3 separate regions of the Mus musculus genome follow, and regions 2 and 3 are each linked to region 1. The links are chromatin contacts, called in public HiChIP or PLAC-seq maps. All regions are on one chromosome and are shown on one strand. Each heading gives the region's core, a stretch centred on a gene start, on an enhancer-like site or on the middle of the called end of the contact. The rest is flanking DNA. Distances are from core to core; before and after follow the strand shown.

Region 1 (3,683 bases), core at 656-3,155:
CGCTCCTCAAAGGGGTTGAGACCCACAGGTTGAGAACCACTGCTCTAAGCTTTTCCTGAATATGGTGGCCCTCTTCTCTGGGAAGGGGTACGAAGCCCTACACTCCAACTGGGAAGCTGTGGCCTTCAGCTGGCTTCCATGGATAGCATTGAGCGTTTCAGGGTGGGGTGGCTTAGGGGAAGGATGCTTGGCCTGGTGACTGGCTGTGACTGGTGACATCTCCCTGACTGGCTGTGACTGGTGGCTGTGACTGGTAGCATCTCCCTGACTGGCTGTGACTAGTAGTGTCTCCCTGTATCAGGCCGGCTGATGAGGAGGCCCTGAAGATGGCCGCGGATGTGGGAATTTTGAGACCAGAGGTCCGTGATGGTGAGGACCTCACCCTGGAGGCCGAGCACACAGCAGGGCTAGAGGTGGCTCAGCCTCTCCTCAAATTGTTAAGACCTCACTGATGGTCTTTCTAGGCTCCCCCCAACAACTCCAAATGACTGGAATTTGGTCCCCTGATTTCTAGATGGGGCAACAAGCTCATTGTCACACAGTGTGTTGAAGGCTGGGGTAGGTGGTGCCTAGGGTGCTTCTAGTAGGTTTGAGGAGATGCTTCCTAGGCTGGGGGAGGGGGTAAGGGGGGAGGGGGAAGGCTTCCATCCCTAGAGCTCCCTCCTGTGCCACAATGGCTCTTGAGTACCATGAGCGTTGCCAAACACGGCCCTAAATAAGCCTCCACTTAGTGTCAGTCGAAATCACCACTGTGCCGTTGGTGCGTCACCTGAATGTCACCTACCCCAGGTAGACTTTCCATGTTCAGTGGCCACAGCCTCCTCATCGGGTCTCAGCCGCTCTGGTTTTGTGACAGGGACAATGGCAGCGACAGATGGGGAGCCCACAACTCCATTTTCATTTAGCAATCTCAGTTGCACACAAGAAAGGCACCATCTGGAGGGAGAAGGTCAGATCGTTAAAAATATATATGGTGATGAAATGCCAGGGTCTGATAGGCTGGGGGGGAACAGGGGGACAGAGGGAGGAGCTGGGGGGAGCTGTGGGGGTGGGTGCTGTGCGTTCACCTATCTGGCTGTCAGGTGGGTGAGCGTCACAGGTCTCCTGCGTGGCATGGTGACTTTGGCTGTGAGTGTTCCCTGGGCAGGGATAGCATCTTAAATTGGGTTGTGTTTATTTACTGCTGGGCCTTAACTGAGAGGTAGCAGGGCAGGCCTTTTCCCACCGTGGCCTGAGCGTACTGTGCATCCAGCCCAATGGCTTACTTTCTTTACTGCGGTTCCCCGATGGGGCGACTTGTATGCATGTGCGGAAGTCGTGCTTGGCCTGACACATCTCTCACATGCTGGCTTTTTCCCCTCTTTCCCGTGACAGGGATATAGGTTTTATGGGACAGTTTCCAGGGCCCAGAGTGTGAAGGGCCACTTCTGGGGCCCATTAGGAAATGCTGTCACTGCTGAGGGCTTCAGACAGGGATGGGAGCCATCGGGGTCCCCGGCCAGCCTTTGTGCATTATAGGGAGCCTACAGCTTCTCCAGTGTGGTGGTCACCCATGTGACCACTCCAGTCTCTGTGACCCAGCTGGCGTTTGGGCTGGGTCTCTCTCAGGAGTGGTTCATCATTACACAGGCCAGCCTTTCTCTTTGGCCTTTCGTAAAAGCTGCTACTGTTGTGTTTGCATAGAAAGCACATGGATAGATAGTTTTGGCCTCCATGGACCAGCGGCACGGTAGAGAGCCTCCTGCTTCCACATCGCATGCACACCAGAATGGAGAAGCCCGTGGAGGAGCAGAGCCAACCCCGTTCCTTCAGTTATAATGCCTTGTGCCTCATAGGCTCATCTGAAGGGAAAACCACATTTAACCTCTAACCTCCCACACAGCACAGCTTAGCCCAGCCGACCTTTAGCACGTCCGGGTCATTTCCATTAGCCCAGGATCGAAGTGTGTGCTTAATCAAGTGTGTGTAGGCCATGTATATAAATAGCTGGGATAGAGCTCGGCTGTAATGCTTGCCTGGGCATGCCCAATATCCCGGGTGCCATCTTTAGAAATGAGGACAAACCAAGTTTGGATGCATGGACACACGTACATACATGCACGCATGGGAACCATACACAGGTGGGGGTTGGGAAATGTGACAAGATCCAAAAAGGCAACCTCCAGAAATGCCTGGTGTGCTGAGGTGGGTGACCTGGGGCTGGCTGTCTAGCATCTTGAGAGATGGCGCCACCTAGTGCCAGTCCAGGGAAGATCAATGCTCAGAATCCAAGGCTAGTCTCCGGCTTTCTCACCATGGCAAAGTGGATGGACTTAAATTGAGTCGCCCCAATCTGGAGACACTTGCAGTAATGAGGGATGTGACAGTTCTGGTGGGTTGGGACTGTTGAGAAGGGAGAATGGGGATGTGGTTAGGAGAGGAGCCCCCTGCAGAACGGGCTGGGGTAGCAGGGCAGCGTTCCCCGTAAAGGGACATCAAGAGCTGCGTGCTGAAACTGCTGACAATTGTGGAGCCTGGTGATCAGGAGATGCGGCTGGGAGGGAGGGTGGTCCTTGTGGCTCTTCTAGAAGAGTCTAGGGCTTACTCCAAGCCAACCAGGACACCACTGGTATTTTCAAATAGGGAGCAATGGGGTTCTGTGGAGGACTGGCTCTGGAGGCTGGGTGGAGGGCCGGTCACACATCCAAAAGAAGTGTGCCTTCCTGTTTTCCACCAAGGAGGAGTGTGGGCCTTAGGGAGGCTGTTGTCCCAACAGTTGATGACCTCTTCATGACCCCAGAGTTGTAGGCTCCCTGAAGGTTGGCATCTTCGGACAGAGCTAGCATTGGTCTGTGACAGCACACTGGGACTCAGAGTGGCCTTGTTAGAGTAGGCGTGGCCTTATTGAAGTAGGTGTGGCCTTGTTAGAGCAGGCGAGGTCTTGTTGGAGTAAGTGTGTCCCTGTAGGTGTGGCCGTATTGAGGGGTGTGTGGCCATGTTGGAGGGGTGTGGCCTTGTGTTCTTGTAGATTTAGTGTGAAGAACTTGGTTATTGGAGCCTAGAAGCCCCAAGTCCCCATGTGGGTCCTGCCTCATGCCAGTCAGGACCTAGTTTTGCTTCCTAGTCCCTCAGTGTCACCTCTATGGTGATGAGCACTTTATCCACATTTTATTACTGTGAATGCTGGCCAGGTTTTTTGTTTTTGTTTTTAGGGGGGATCATAGGTTTAGGGGTACATTCCACCATGGAAGGAAAGGAAGGCGTGAAGGCAGGGCCTTGAGGCAGCCGGTCACATCACATCTGCAGCCAGGAAGCATAGAGAGGTGGATGCTGGAGCTCAGCTCACTGTCTCCTTTCTGTTCAGCCCAGGACCCCAGCCTAGGGGATGGTGCCGCCCACGTTCAGGGTGGGCCTTCCCTCCTCAGTTAACCCAGGCTAGAAACTCCCTCACAGATTTGTCTCCATGGTGATTTAAGAGACTGTTAAGTTGCACTCGGTGTTAACCATCACACCTTGGTGCTTCCTGATACAGGGGCACACACACACACACACACACACACACACACACACACACACACGTGTCACACTGGCTGCTGTGGTCTGGTGTATAAGAAAGGAAGGCTTCTTAGTAGGCAGAATTTCTGGGGCTGATATTAGTTTCTTTCTGCCCCTTCCTCTCATTCATTCATGAAAATATTAAAATT
Region 2 (3,683 bases), core at 739-3,238, 450 kb after region 1:
CCCACCTCTGTGCTTAGCTCCCATTGTCCGCCAAGGCCTGGTCACAAGTCAGTGCATGACCGAATTTGCAAAGAGAATACACCAAAGTCCTGGAGGTACTCCCCTGTGGTTGGGGGTGTTGGTTTGCAAGAGAATACAATCTCAGAATGGGACAGAAGAATTTTTGGTTTTCAAAGCGTGTCTCTAGCTCTGCAGTGAGATCTGGCTGGGACCAGAGTGAGGACCAGAAGGTGGCCATGATCCCTGATGGCCTCTCCAGGCTCCTCCTCCCAGCCATTTTTCTCTGAGCACCTGAGACAGAGTGTACCCAGGGCTCACAGGAGGCAGGCAGATGCCTCTCTGTACCCCTCCCCCCTTTTCTGAAAAGAAACGAGTGCCAAGGAGAAATCAGTTGCCATCAAGATGAGAGCAGAGATAAAAAGCATTTTGGAGAGGAAAATAAGCAATGCCCTGGGAGCCCCAGAGAGTCCTCAGGCAGGGGACTTCCTGGCTTGGAGCCAGGTTTCCTGAAACCCAGCGCCCGCCCGGCAGCAACAAATCCCTCCTTTGCAGTCTGCTTCTGCCTATAGGTGTGCCCTCCAGAGGCCTGCCTAGCTTTGATTCCTCAGACCACAAGGAAACCCCAGGCCTCCCCCATGCCCACCCCCACGCCCCACACACCTGCTTCCAGCCGTGCTCACCAGCTTTGAGAAAGCCAGCAGGTGCCTGAAGGCTTCAAATCCTGGCACAGCCACTTCCTACCCAGTGATCTTGAGCCAGTTCCCCCCCCCAGCCTCCCAGCCCCCCGCCCCTCCCCCGCCCCCCGAAAGCAGGCTGACTAGACTATCTTCCTGTAATCCTAGAATGGAATGTGTTAGACATTGGTGCCCATTTTCTCCAAGTCAAATGCTGGCTGACCCATTCGGTGGACAGGTGACCTGGGGTCAGAGTTTCCTGGTCCCCAAACATAACTCTGAGCTGAAGGTGTTCACCCCTAAGCTTCAAGCAACCCTCTCTCCCCACCGCAAGGCAAAGCCAATTTTGCACGGGATCCCCCATCCTGAAAGCCCCTATGTACACACTTCTATCTCTTCTGCTGCTCTCTATCTTCAGCTAACCCCTTGAACTTGGAAAAGTAACATTTTTAACTCCCCCTTTTCTGCATTTTATTTTACAGAAGGGGTCACAGTTCAGTAAGGCCAAGGGATGACCCAGCTAAGGGTCTCCCATTGGAATGACATGAACTTGATCAAACCCCAAACCACCTCTTCCTACACCTATACCATGGTGCCGTCTTTGTTTTACAGTTAATGAAAATAAGGCCCAGAGAGGGTATAGGACTTTTCCAAAGTCACACAGCAGCATGGACTTAAGTTCAGTCCTAGGATTTATGTGCCGGGCTCCTTTAGTCCTCCATGTTCATGCTGAGTTTCTGCACTCTGAGACACCTGGGTATCCTGAGCAGAGGGCACTCCGGGGAGCAGAGCCACCATATGTAGGGGACACAGGGGCCAGTGAAAGAAGAGACTTAATGAAATCAAGCAGTGTTGGGAACATCTTCCCGTGGCCAGCCAGTGAAGGAAGAGCCGCAGTACCAGGCTGCAAGGCCCCATTAGGGCCAGCGGCGGGGCTCCGGGCTCCGCATTTACATATAAATGAAGATATTTACAAATTAATGCATCTCAGCCCAGAGTCCCAGCTCCACAGCTGTTCAGCTGCTTCCTCTTCAGCTGGGAAAGCGGGGTGAGAATGAGGCTGGGAATATTACCAGAAACCGGCAGAGAACAATTTCCTGGGGAGCCTCAAGGAGCCCCAGGGACTCCCCGTGTTTGTCCCCAGCTGGTGGGACGCGATCGGCAGAAGCTGGTCGACGACAGGGTGCCTGCCTCCTGCGGACGCAGGTGTGAGTCCTTGTGATGCTACCTTGGGCTCGAGGGTTCGTCCATTCAGTGTGTGAGGGATTCGGGGTAGTGGGGAAGGGACTGGCTGGGAGTGGAGGATTCGCTCCTTAGACAGGAGTAGGGGGTGGGCGGGGCCTTAACAGGAGTAGGGAATGGGCGGGGCCTTAACTAGAGAACAGGGTAAAGCAAGGAGCTGTAAAGTGTCCGTGTCCGTGTCCGTGTCCGTGTCCGTGTCCGTGTGTGTGTGTGTGTGTGTGTGTGTGTGTGTGTGTGTGTGTGTGTGTGACTTGTGTGGGGACACACGGGTATGCAGAATGATGCTTCCTCGATCTCTCTCTCTATGTCGTACACTGAAACGTGCTCTCCTACCTGAGAGCCTAGCCACTTCACTAGTCCAGCCAATAACTTGACTGTGAGGATAGACTCTAGTCTTCACACTTAGGCAGTAGTTGTGCTGTCCCCTGCATGGGTTTGGCCAGGCTTAGTTTGAGCCTTTATCCAAGCAACTTCCAGGGTGCAATCTCTACCTTGCAAATCACAGCCATGTAAATAAGGGTCATGCAAATAGGGACCATGCAAATAGAGGCCATGCAAATCAGGGCACTCCTGATCAAGGGTGGGTCGCAGGGAATAGGGCCCGTGTGTCACAGAAGACATCCAAGCTGAGAACTAGAGTGCAAACAGTCATGCACAGAGGGTGGGGCAGGAAAGCAGGGGTCACTCCAAAAAGCAGGCAGAGCAAGCACAAAGGCCCTGGGGTGAGAAGGGCTGCCTGGGGCGGAGCATGGCCAGGGCAGAGGAAATAACAAAGTAGCAATTTACCCTCAGCACCCCGGGAGCCACGGGGAGCCACGGAGAGCAGCTGGCCCACCATGACCTGCATTTGAAAGTTCACCCTGGTTACTGAGACAAGAAAGCTAAGTGATCCCCGGAGGACGCTGGGGCCTGGTACCAGAGTCCCACAAACACTTGGTAGCACGTGTTCTCTCACCCACGGAGACCGACTGGCTGTTTGAGCACAGCATGAGCTGAGCATACTGCTATGATATATGATAGCAGAAAGTGGGGTGGGGGTGGGGCATTGGCAGGTAGACACTGAAGGAAGTGATTGTCCCCAGTGGCTCTGACGTGTACACTAGAAATTGGATACCATGGAGTCCCCATCAGGCATTAAAACCTGTCTGTCCTTCCCCATGCTTTCACCAGACAGCTAGGTTTCCCCGAGGGTCAGTCCCTCCTCCCCTCCTCAGCACCCCAGAGTCTGTTTGACATTTAGAGAGAGACAGTATATGGTGGAGTCTAGAAAGAGGGGAAGTGGAGTCCAAACAGATATATAGCTAACCATTGCAACAGTGAAGCCGGAGCTGTCTGAGGACTTGCTCAGACACACGCCGAGGTGACTCAGCTGGCAGGGCTGAGGAGATGGTGGCCACAGTGGCATTGAAAGTGGATCTGAAGTCAAAAGTGGCTTTGAGGCAAAGTGGATATGGCTGGTGGGAGGGGGGACTGGAGCTCTGAGTGGAGACACGGTATGTTCAGTGGAGGTGGGAAGGTGCCCAGAAAGGGACAAGGCCACTCCGAGTAGGCAGACAATGGTCCTTACAGAAGTCCTTTGAAATCATCTCTAATGAAAACACACTTCTGGGTTTTAAATAGACACAGTTATTACTGGTTCAGTCCAAAGAGCCGAGCATCCGTGGTCCTTTGAGAGTTTGCATGTCTTTACCTGATGGCATGCGTTACTGAGCAGCTCAGATGCTTGTCTTGCTGTGAGTACAAAAAAAATGCCATCCCAGCCTTGAT
Region 3 (3,683 bases), core at 835-3,334, 420 kb after region 1:
CCCCAAGCCCAGCAGCTCCCTGGGTACAGCTCTCTGCCCTAGACTCTTGGAATACAGTGGGAAACCCATCCTAGCTTATGTGGGACTCTGCTTCTCATTCAGGGAGGAGAGCTGAGCCCCCAAGAACTTCCTGGGCTTCACCTGAAGCCCCCACCCACTGTAAGACAGGGATACTGGGGGCTCGGGGATAAGATGTGATTTCTCAGAAGTCACCAGGCTGGAATTTGAACCCAGCCCTTCCGGTCTCAGACTTCTCTCTAGCCCGTTTCTTGTTTCCTCACAATGCTCAGCTCTGTCAGGCTGCAAGAGCACATCTGGATGCCTGGTCTATGCTGGGACAGGTGCAGCAGACATAACCCCTTCCTCCTCGGGGCTATCAAAGCCCTACCTGGGAGCCTCCACCCAAGGTGCCACCCAGTGGACACTTTGCTCATCTGGATGGCGACCTGGACCGAGAACATGATCATCCCTTGGTAGTGAGCTTCCAGAGTCCTCGCCAGAGTGGAGTATGAACATCTGAAGCCACAGTTAGGTTCTCTCAGACACTCCAGGCTCCAGACAAGCAGCTTTCTTGGTAAGGCTGGCCCCAAGCCCCTCATGGCTCTCTCTGGAAATAAGGGAACCAGCACCCCCTGTCGGGTGTTGAGGGAATCACGTGCTGTTTGTGGGAGGGCCTCCCACCGTTTCCCATTTATAGCAGAGGGTTTATATGAACACGCTAAGATTTGATCTGATCGCTGAATCACCACACCCAGCCTATGGTTTGTAAGTGGAGATACTGAGGCCCAGGTCAAGATGAGTTGACTTTCCAACCAACGAGTCCAACCAACAAGTGTGGGTTGGCATGGCGCCCAAACTGTGGTGGCTGGACATCTGTATGTACGTTCCCAGCCACCCCCTCACTCTTCACAGAGGACACATCTTGGGACCTGAGTGCTCCAGTCTCTTCTACACAGTTCCACTATGGGGCTCTGGAGATGACTCAGAACACAAAGCGCTTGCCATGCAACTGAGAACAGCTGAGCTCCTATCTCCAGATCCATACGAAGCCAGCGCAGGCCCCTCACTCCAACACTCCTCCAGGGAGACTGAAGGCAGAAGCAAGAGAATTCCCAGAAGCCCGTGGGCTAGCAGTGAACGACACGGAGACCCTGCCTCAAAGCAAAATGGCAGGTAGAGAGACCCACATGGGCTGTCCTGTGTCCTCCACGTGCGCACCAGGGATCGAGGGGGCCTGTGCTCAGCCACACACAAACATGAGCTGACACATAAAATGCCACAACATCTGAATTTACCCTACACAGTCCCCCGCGGGCTTGAGTCACCTCTGGGTGACGTCTGCTGATTATTTAATTATTCGCCTTGTTCCCCGTTCATATTACTGTACTCGTTTGAGAAACATCAGTAGGGCTGGAGGGATGATGGCTCAGCAGTCAGGAGTGCTTGCTGTTCTTGTATGGTCCCTGGGTTCTGATCCCAACACACACATCAGGTGGCCCACAGCCATCTGCAGATCCAATGCAGTCCCCACGTGCAATGCACACACGCATACACAAGAATAAAAATCTTTTAAGAAGGACAAAAAGAAGGAGAAAAATGCAGACACAGCAAATGTGTATCCTGGTTGTATCTCCAGTCTGTCCTCAGTTGATCACCACAAACTCAAAACCCAAGACAGTTAAGGGAAGAGCCACCCCTGTTCCGTCTCCCTCCTCCCCCAAAACTCCTCTCCTATACACACGGATGTATTAGCTGACAGAAATAAAATTTAAAAAGCCCAGAGTTGTCTCTGAGACCTGGGGCATTGGTAAGGGGCACAACTGCCCACAGAGCCTGAAGAAGAAGCCCAGACAGCTTGTAGGGATTAAAGGCTCCCAGGCTGAGACGTGCCTGGCTCTTTTCTGCTGCCCCCCCCCCCGCACCCCAGGGGTGACTGAGTCTGTGCACGCCCCAGGACCTGGCAGACCTGGCCAACTGGACTTTTCTGAGAGATTCAAGGCACTGGGTTGAACCCCCCTCTGCTCTCACACAGTGCAGGGCTTGCTCTCAGCAAGCAGTGCTCAGTGGCAGTTTTCTCTCTGTGGCTCTGTGGAGGTCTGTGGCCTGATTGATGGAGGCCCCTGTAGAAAGTGGTGCTGGGATTTTCCATTAGAACTGGGAAGCTCGCTGTTAGAGCTTTTTAGAAGGTCAGAGGGTAGGCTTGGAAAATACTGACAAAGCAGCCGCCGCCTCCACCCCACCTCCTGTCTGCCCTGGGGCTGAGGTGTGGCTGTGTGTAAGGTGAGCTGGTGCTGATCTACCAGCTACCACCCACACCCACTCCTGACCACAGGCACTTCCTGTGGCCCCAGCCTACTTCCTGTTTCCAGGGAGATCTCTGGAGGATTCCTAGTCTTTTCCTGCTTCCTCCTGGAGTGTGCTTTCCTCTTCCGCTATGGAGAAAGCAAGACTGAGGTACAAGTTGGAAAGATCGAACCCAGTGCTCATGCCTGTCCGACTGCCTGTCCGTCTGTCTGTCCTTCAGTCCCTCCTTTCTTCCTCCATCCTCTTTCTCCCTGTCCCCACCCTCCACGTCCTGATGCATTCATCCATCCTGTACCTGTGTCTCCTATGCCTTCCAGGCGCTGGAATCCAGCCCTTGGTGTCCGTGTGGGTGTCTCTTCAGGAAAAACCATCCACGCCTCCTCCCTCAGATGGGAAACCCCTGATGGCAGGCAGTATGAGAATTGGCTATGCACAGAACACCCTCCTCGCTTTGTATCAAAAACTCCAGTTACAATGCCTTCAAGGCTGGGTAGAGGCTGGGACGCCAGTTACTTGCTTGTCGAAAAAGCAGCCCAGTGAAGGAAGAGTTTATTTGAGCTCACAGTTCAAGCCTATGGTCCCATCGTGGCAGGAAGGCATGGCACCAGGAGCCTGAGGCATCTACCTGGGAGTATCCGATGCCTCTGCAGTCAGGAAGCAGGGAGTGATGGATGCTGGTACCCAGCTCGCTTCCCCAGCCCTGGCATGGTGCTTTCCGCATTCAGAGGAGTCTCCCCACCTCCGGTGACGTAATCCAGAAGCTTCCCTCCAAGCACAGCCCGATGCTTATCTCCCAGTGATTCTGGATCCTGTCAAGCTCACAGTCGGCATTAACCACCACAGATGCTCTGTCAGGTGCTTAGCTGGGAAGGGATGCCCGGCATCTGTGTACAGATCCTAACATTGGGGAGGCAGAGACAGGAGCATCCTTGGGCTTCCATGGTGAGCTATTAAAGCCTAATTAGTGAGCTCCAGGCTCACCCATGACAGACCCTGTCTCAGAGGAGGTGGAGAGTTCCTGAAGAACCAAGCTCAGAGCTGTCCTCTGTCTCCATACACATATGCATATGCAACACACACACACGCTCACACACATTTACACACACTTACACACACAGACACATTCACATACTCACACACACTCACACACACTCACATGCTCACACACTCGCATACTCTCTCTCTCTCTCTCTCTCTCTCTCTCTCTCACACACACACACACACACACACACACACACACACACACAGAATCTTTTCCTCCTAATTCCTTTAAAAGAAGCTCTGAGTTCGAGACCAGCCTGGTCTACAAAGTGAGTTCCAGGACAGCCAGGGCAACACAGAGAAACCCTGTCTCGAAAAAACAAACAAAAAAGAAAGAA

The links. HiChIP or PLAC-seq counts read pairs in DNA pulled down with a chosen protein or histone mark.
Region 2: a contact with region 1 is called in an H3K27ac HiChIP or PLAC-seq map of embryonic stem cells, with 12 times the contacts expected there. The contact joins two enhancer-like sites. A contact is called at or near these places in 24 of 484 Hi-C or Micro-C datasets (B cells, the N1E-115 cell line, brain and 14 more), 13 of 115 datasets of contacts at active chromatin or transcription factors (embryonic basal ganglia, embryonic forebrain, embryonic hindbrain and 3 more) and 1 of 9 other capture datasets (embryonic stem cells).
Region 3: a CTCF HiChIP or PLAC-seq map of embryonic stem cells shows a contact between it and region 1, with 4 times the contacts expected there. The contact joins two enhancer-like sites. A contact is called at or near these places in 1 of 39 promoter capture datasets (cranial neural crest), 3 of 15 datasets of contacts at CTCF or cohesin (all in embryonic stem cells), 30 of 484 Hi-C or Micro-C datasets (the N1E-115 cell line, cerebral cortex, cortical neurons and 6 more), 8 of 115 datasets of contacts at active chromatin or transcription factors (astrocytes, embryonic basal ganglia and embryonic stem cells) and 1 of 9 other capture datasets (embryonic stem cells).

The regions. Positions count from the first base shown.
Region 1 is chr4:140,553,978-140,557,660 of GRCm38.p6, reverse strand. The region is part of intron 21 of Arhgef10l (Rho guanine nucleotide exchange factor (GEF) 10-like); the gene reads left to right. Among named protein-coding and RNA genes, the nearest start is that of Gm42335, 49 kb to the left of the region's middle. Within about 2 kb of position 1,905, at least 30 of the 459 cell types and tissues checked have an H3K27ac peak or open chromatin away from gene starts, as enhancers often do. A contact at or near this core is called in differentiating embryonic stem cells, embryonic stem cells, epiblast stem cells and 1 more, where this site is marked.
Region 2 is chr4:140,101,811-140,105,493 of GRCm38.p6, reverse strand. The region is part of intron 3 of Igsf21 (immunoglobulin superfamily, member 21); the gene reads left to right. Among named protein-coding and RNA genes, the nearest start is that of Gm52685, 33 kb to the right of the region's middle. RefSeq lists an enhancer at 1-2,624. Within about 2 kb of position 1,988, at least 46 of the 459 cell types and tissues checked have an H3K27ac peak or open chromatin away from gene starts, as enhancers often do. A contact at or near this core is called in differentiating embryonic stem cells, embryonic stem cells and epiblast stem cells, where this site is marked.
Region 3 is chr4:140,137,637-140,141,319 of GRCm38.p6, reverse strand. All of the region lies in intron 2 of Igsf21 (immunoglobulin superfamily, member 21), which reads left to right. Among named protein-coding and RNA genes, the nearest start is that of Gm13029, 3.4 kb to the left of the region's middle. Within about 2 kb of position 2,084, at least 20 of the 459 cell types and tissues checked have an H3K27ac peak or open chromatin away from gene starts, as enhancers often do. A contact at or near this core is called in embryonic stem cells and stem cell-derived motor neurons, where this site is marked.